Linked DNA regions of Hordeum vulgare: region 1 is linked to region 2. A link is a contact called in public Hi-C data. All regions are on one chromosome and are shown on one strand. Each heading gives the region's core, a stretch centred on a gene start, on an enhancer-like site or on the middle of the called end of the contact. The rest is flanking DNA. Distances are from core to core; before and after follow the strand shown. Region 1 holds the start of LOC123400085. Region 2 has its middle 91 kb from the start of LOC123395933.

What was found. A called contact is a pair of places that touch in the nucleus more often than the background predicts.
Region 1: a contact with region 2 is called in a Hi-C map of leaf, with 2.7 times the contacts expected there. The contact joins the promoter of LOC123400085 here to the enhancer-like site in region 2. A contact is called at or near these places in 2 of 6 Hi-C or Micro-C datasets (leaf and an unstated tissue) and 1 of 1 datasets of contacts at active chromatin or transcription factors (embryo).

The regions. Positions count from the first base shown.
Region 1 is chr5H:367,340,145-367,343,645 of MorexV3_pseudomolecules_assembly, reverse strand. LOC123400085 reads right to left here and starts at 1,326. Exons shown (of 18, transcript XM_045094489.1): 1 at 700-1,326; 2 at 18-245. The coding sequence starts at 990.
Region 2 is chr5H:367,181,669-367,185,115 of MorexV3_pseudomolecules_assembly, reverse strand. It overlaps the pseudogene LOC123397525. Among protein-coding and RNA genes, the nearest start is that of LOC123395933, 91 kb to the right of the region's middle. Within about 2 kb of position 1,740, at least 3 of the 3 cell types and tissues checked have open chromatin away from gene starts, as enhancers often do. A contact at or near this core is called in leaf, where this site is marked.

The DNA of each region.
Region 1 (3,501 bases), core at 77-2,576, 160 kb before region 2:
AAGTTAGAGTTGGTTACCCTATGGATGGCATAGACAACATATTCAGTATGCTCCTCAAGTATGCGACCATCCATTGCAGAGTGTTCTCCTTCAAGATCAACAGTAAACCAATCCAGAATACGGCCATATTGTGATGGAAGGGAAGAATCTTCCAGTTCAGATGCACTAGATGGTTCCCGATAAAAGGAGGGCTCAAGTGGGCCGTTTTGATATGCTCGAGAAGATTCTGCAGCAAATGAGCGAACCTGGATGCATAGCATGATAAGAAGAAGAAAGAATGGCAATATCATCAGTACAGCGACGACAAAATAAGCAAAATTACAAGTCAGACAACTTGTTATTATTGGGCATCTCTCAGTCAGTACTACGCATTCAGTTGGACTATCTTTCCGAAATGGCATCCATGTCCTTCCCCGCTGAAATGCGGGTCAACGTATTGTTCCCAGAGTAAGGTTACGAATGAATAAATTAAATATATGATAGCAAGGTGCAAAAAATAAAGAATATGCAATTCTATTCCATTTCTAATCTATCGGTGCCATACGTGGCTTTTTTAATCCAGTACAAGTTTAATCTTAGCTCTTTACGACTCATGAGTCATGAGGCACCGTTCGTGTTCAAAGTTTAGTAGCATATCATCATGTAATTTTGCAGTCTATAAGTGAGGACATGTAAAACAATCGTGAAAGGGGCCTTCACCTGCTTGTAGCTTCCGCCGTTGCCGGGAATGAAAAGCACGGGCACGCCATCGAGCTTGCGGACGCGCTCCTCGAAGTCGATCTCCTTCCACCCCTCGTGGTACAGGAACAGGCCGTACCTGTCGGAGGAGACGTTGTTGGGGGCGTGGATGGGGATGTAGGTCGGGTACATGTAGGTCATATGGCACCCGTTTGGCGCCGGGCGCACCAGCCTGTTGAGGGCCACGAGCGTGATCCAGGCGGAGAAGAAGACCACGGCGCCCAGCCTGCAGTTGCCGCCGAACCCAGCCATGCCGTGCGTGGATCGATCGAATCCTGGTCTCGCTCACGAGCTTGGCATGGAGCCGCGGAGAAGGGCGAGATTCGAGCGGATACGGGGAGGCTCTGGATCGGAAGAGGGGATCTCGGGGTAGGGATCCGGTGGAGGCCTGCGGAGGCCGGTGGTTCCCCCGCCAAATGTTATGTTACGACGCGCGCGAGGGGTCTCCGGGGAGGATGAGGCGGGGTCGGGGCGGGATCAGGGGGAGGTGTGGTGGGAGAATGGCGGGCGGAGATTTGGAGGAGACGAGGCGGCGAGATGGGCAATTTGGGGGGAAACGATGGGAGGTGCGGCCGCTTTGGTTGAATGGAGTTGGAACCTACTGTAGGGCCTATCGGCAGTGGCTTGTCGGATCTGGAGCCACTTTCTGTTTTCGGAGGATACAAGATTGACACTCCACACGCTGTGCTGTTTGTTTATTTCGTAGCTTCTCTAGAAGAAAAAAATTAGGGCTGTGCTTTTTTTTCTCGGTTGAAAAAAGCTGTATTCCGTAGGATCAGAGTTTTTTTGGGACCATAGGATCAGAGTTGCATGCAGCTGGCAAAAGCTCATCGATACAAAATAGGTAATTTTTTAGCCAACAAGCAGTGCTACACTCTAATCATTTTTCTGTGTGAATGAAACAGCATGGTTTTTTCAATGAAAAAAAAAAGTTAATAATGGAAAAGAAAGTCACAAAAAGACACAACAAACCGGAAGGATTCCAAAATCTTTGTAAAGAGGCCTCTTGAAAAAAAAATGAAATAATCCCTCAAGGTCATGCAAACCACGGTTACATCGTTCTTCTCTAGAAACCGTCGTCGGAGCACTATAGAGAAAACCGAGGTTTTAAATTGTAGCACCCAAGGACGAGGAAGCACCACCGCACCAAATGCTTTATGAACCGATTAAGCAACCTGTCACGAACGGCGAGATTGAATACCTCGTGCGATGTATACATGGTTGCCTTGGATATGATCGCAAATATTACATATGCGTATATATTTGAGGTAATTTCTGATAAAAGTTATGCAATAATTTATTTATATGTTATACAAAATAAAAGTACTTCACCCCTTTTTGTTTCATACCTAAGCTATCGGACACTTGTACAATCCACGTTTGAAGATAAGGGAAAAAGAAACATTTAGGTGTTGTTCAAGAAGTTCTCTCGTGTCATTTTTAGCCTAAGAGAAGGTAGAATCCAACAGTATCACGTTTTATATTCAGATTCAGACTGCATAGACATACATGTCTCAAAAGCAAGAACTTTTGCATCCGAACTCCGGATTGGGTGATTCTTTTTTTGTTCGAAAGTAGATTTCATGTACTTTTCAACCCAATTGAATTCATCTTCAAATAAATACGCATATGCAATATTTGTGATCATATCAAGGTAGCCATGTCTTCATCATTGTGGCTCATCGGCGAAGATCTTATCCATGCCCCTCGAACCCCAGTACCTTTCGCCATCAACCGACATAGTTGGAAAAGAAATGCAAGCCCCTCAATCGTCGTTCTCAAACCTGGATCTATTTAACCATCCTTCTATGAAAGTCGTTGACGTCACAAATTGAAGAAGCAGCGTTCGTCGACTCCCAAACGACATCGCAACGGAGCTGAGATTGGAGGAGAAAAGGTGACCGGCATGCGGTCACCTTCGTCGCCTTGCCGACCACGCAATGACGAACAAATTCTATGGGTGCGCAACACCATCAATAACGCGTGATCCCGGGTTATCTGTCGTCACCACGGACACTGTAGTGGTTGAGAATCTAGAGAAGCTTTATTCTAACGTGACGCTGCCACCATCACCAATATAGCGTCCCCAAGAAACCTATTCATATATGTATGTACAAGTCGGGCTCGAACCGGTGTTCCACCTTCCTCTCGACGTTGGAGCAACACACGGAGAGCGAGGGAACTCGCGGCCTCGTCGGCGGTTACCTGGGGGAAACTCTCGCCTTCCTTTGCCTTTTTATATAAAAGAGGGGTAGAGAACAATATCTCTAAATTTTCGTCAAACGACAATGTAATCTAGTGTTACGCGTGGTAAGCAACTCAAACTTGATAAATCTCTAGTTATCACCTACCTTGTTCTATATTGTCGTGTCATTGTGCTCCCCGCTATGTATAACACTCATTGTACCATTTTTCTTGATGCTCGATATACTTCACTTGATAAAATGTTCAGTAGTGCACAACAAGGTTGGGTTTACCCTCCTACAGGGTTACTAGTTCTTCCGTACCTTAATCAACAATAATTTTGACTAGTAAACTATGAGTTGCATGTAACAGAAAACTATATCACTGTAATTTTCTTTTGAATATGAATCCAACAATATATTTTTGTGGCATATATTTTATTTTTTGCTAGTCAAGTTCATGACCAAAAGTTTAGCCCAAACTATGAAGGACACTTACAAACCTTTCCCCGCCATAAAAAAAGCCTTGTAAACCCAGAAGGAGATGCGCCTTGTTGCGTACAACATGTCATCTTCATCT
Region 2 (3,447 bases), core at 491-2,990:
TATGGCGGAGGGTTGTACCGAAGCAAAAGTGGGGGTCGGCTCGAAAAGCACGAGGCCTTGGTGCGAGTCGTAGAGGTAGAAGCGGAAGGCGTCCTGAGCGAAGTCGAGGGAGAGGCGCGGGGAGGAGGCGTCGAGGGGAGCGAACACGGCGGGGGTGTCGGGAGACTTGGTTTCCTCCATGGGGTACGGGGGAGAGACTTGGGTTGGATGGAAGAAGTGGCCGAGTAGAGGAGGGGCGCGAGGGAGGCAGCGGGCGGCCAGGCGGCGCCTGCGGTGGCAGGCGAGGGCGGCACGGAGGAGGTCGGCGAGGCAGAGACGGCGGAGAATGCTGAAGATGTCGAACTCGGCGAGCACGTTGATGGAGACGTCCGGGTCCGGCGCCTTAGCCTGTGGCTCCACCGGCGGCGGGGGAGGAACCGGGGTGGATGAAGGTGGGGCTTTTTTGGTTCTGGTCTTCTTCCCTTTGTTCTTCCGCGCCATTGCTGGGGCTGCAGGAGGGTGCGAGAGAGGGGCCGGACGGCGGAGGGACTGCCGCACGCGGGGCATCGTTTTGCAGGACGGACATGTGATTTCCGCGTTGCCTTTTCGAATTTTGGGATGGTGGTGCGTTTGACTTGTACTCAAAATTCATGGTGAGGTCTGATGGAAATTGATTTTGCAAGGAGAGATAAGCTCACCGAAGGTCACCGGACTTGTACTCAAAATTCACTTCAGTCACTGGCTTAAGAATATCCGATACACGATCACGAAAGTCACATCCGTTAACACCGACTGCCATCACGTACGCTTTGGTTTCGTATTTTTTTGGATAAAAAGACTAAAAATCTAACGAATACAAAGCATGATGAGCAATAGTTAGCCTCTGTATAACTAAAATGTACATAATGATTAGTCGTCAACAACTCTGCCCGGATGCGCAATGGGAGGAGAGATGCGTGAGAGCTCACGCGACGCGTTCGGCAACTCCGTCGCGCCGCCCGACCCGGCAGGGGCTCCCGATGCCGCTGCCTCTTCTCTCCTGCTGTCATCGACCACCCCTCACCGTCGATGTGGACGGTGGGCCCCCTGTGGAGGTAACCCTTGTTTGTTCTCTCATGGTAGCGTGATCCGTGTTCGTCTCCATGCCATTGTTCCGCGTCCAGGCTCGGCCTTTCGCGAGCGTGTGCTCGCGTCCTTTCTTTCCTTCGTGTCCCATGATCCTGGGTCCTTCCCTGACCTGGGTAAGCCTGGCGTGCTCTAGGTCGCCGCACCCTTGCCGACAGCGTGTTTCTCGGCCGTAGGGGTTGCTGGGCTCCTTTCCCACATTTTTCGTGCCCCGGACGAGTGTCTCAAGGTCGTCCGCATCGGTGAGCTCGTCTTATATGTCGGGGTCGCTAGTCCGGCGATCGTTGCATTCCTCGTCGCCGTTGGCCGTGGCCTCATGCCTGCCATTAACCTCTCTCTCTTTGTGTGGCGTGGCGGAGCATGCGTGGCACCAGCCAGGGCTTTGGCCCGAGCGAGGCGAATTGCTGCCCGTTGCCACCCACCGGGTGTAACTGCGGCCTCTAGCCGCGCTCGCCTCAGTAGCCTTTTGGGCATTTGGTGCCCTGTCCCCTCCAGAGTTAATAGCCTCGGTTTGCTCTCCGTGCCTCTGGACACCGTTTCGGCTGATGATTCGCCGAAACCCCCCTGCGAATCGATTGCCCATCCTACTCCCGATCTCCCGACGGGATTGGTCGTGCCTCCCAGCGACAATGTGGGCGTCGCTAGCGGTTGTCCGTTGCGCATTGATTGCCTGGAGGTTGACAGCTCCGCCGCGGTGGACCCAGTTCTGTTTACTTCCCCGACTCCCGCGGGGAAAAGTTCTTACAAGGACGCACTGCTTTCACCTGCCTTGCATAAAAAAAACCTCGCGCTTCCTCCCTCCTCTCTCCCCAGCTGGTTGTTTTCGCTGTCTCTCCCCCCACCATCTCGTCCGCGACCCCGTTCACTGCCGCCGTTGCCGGGTCTCTAGGCATAGAGCAGGCTCGCCTCGCTGTGCCATGGCCTCCCTCCGCCGGCTTTCGTCCCCCGTCGCGGCCTCCGCCTCCTCCACGCGGCCAACCTCCGTCCCGACTCCGCCCCTCCTCCTCCGCCTCCCTCCCGCTCGTCGTTCGCCCACTCCATACCCGACGGTGTGTGCCCGCTCCTCCAAACACCTAGCAAGCCTAGCCCTGCTTGGGGTTCGAGTTGGGAGAGGCGAGCTCCCTTGCCCCTGCTGTGGAGCCGATGGACGCGGTGCTGGTGGAATCGCGTTTCCGCGATATCTCCACGTTGGAGGTTGTCTCCTCGCCGCCTCCCTCCCAGATCCCTTCCTCGCCGGTGTCCAGCCACCTGGAGTCGGTCGCGCCGGTGCCACGCAACCCCGACCACGGCCAGGTTGCGGGCTTCCCTGTAGGACAGGGTGGGGTGGCGCTGGCTCGGGCGACGCCCTCTCCTCTCTCGTGGGCTCGTCTGCCACATCGGAGTCGTCTAGGTCCTTTGGGCACTCCATTGATGCAGAGTCCATGCGCCCAGACTCGGTTGAGGTTTTCATGCCTGAGGGTGACTACACAACAGTTATTAGGCTGGCGGTTGTCACCATTGAGCCGCCAAACACGTTCCATAACGACACGACGATGGTTCAAAGCGGCCGTCCTTCGCTCCATCAGCCACCTCCTCCTAGAGACGATCCCGTCGTCGATCGGCGCCATGTACCTCCGGCTTGCCTCGGTGGTGGATTGCGAGGAGGCCATGGGCCACCAGCCCTTCATGCATGAAGGCCCCGCATCGAACTCCACCGCGAGGATGTGTATGGGCGAGTGGACATGCAGTTTGGTATGTGTGCCCTGTGGCGGCCACTTGCTTCCCCACCGAGCACCTGAACCCAAAAGGGATTGCTGCGGCTTTTGCTCCTTTCGACCGGGTGCTGGAGGTTGATCCGCTGGTGCTGGCGGGAAGGGAGCCTGCCACTGTTAGGCTTGTGGTGCAGCTCCGGGGGCCGTGCGATGTGCCTTGTGACGCCTGGCCCATTGGGGGCAGATGGGGGTGCGTGTGATCTCTCTTTGGCTTGTTCGTGCTTGGGCGGCAGGCGACTCCTTGTCTAGAGACAGTGTTTACATCCCGTTCTTCCAAGACCCACCGCCTTCTTTCGCCCACAACTACCCTCCTCTCTAGGGGATCACCGCGGGGCGTGGGTGCGGTGGAGTCGTGCATGCTTCTGCTGCCCGAGGGCGTGGGCGCGGCGGAGGCCGCCATCTCGCCTCGATGCCGCACGTCCTTGGCGCGCCGCCCCTTCCAGACCCCTTCCATGTCAGGTCGTGGGTCGAAGGCGGTGACGAGCCGTGGCGCCTCATGTTGGCTCGCCCCTCTCCGCCAAGAGACGTCTCACCGTCTCTGGGCTCCACCTTGAGCTTTGGCTCGGGCATTTTTAGCTCTGGGGTGACCATT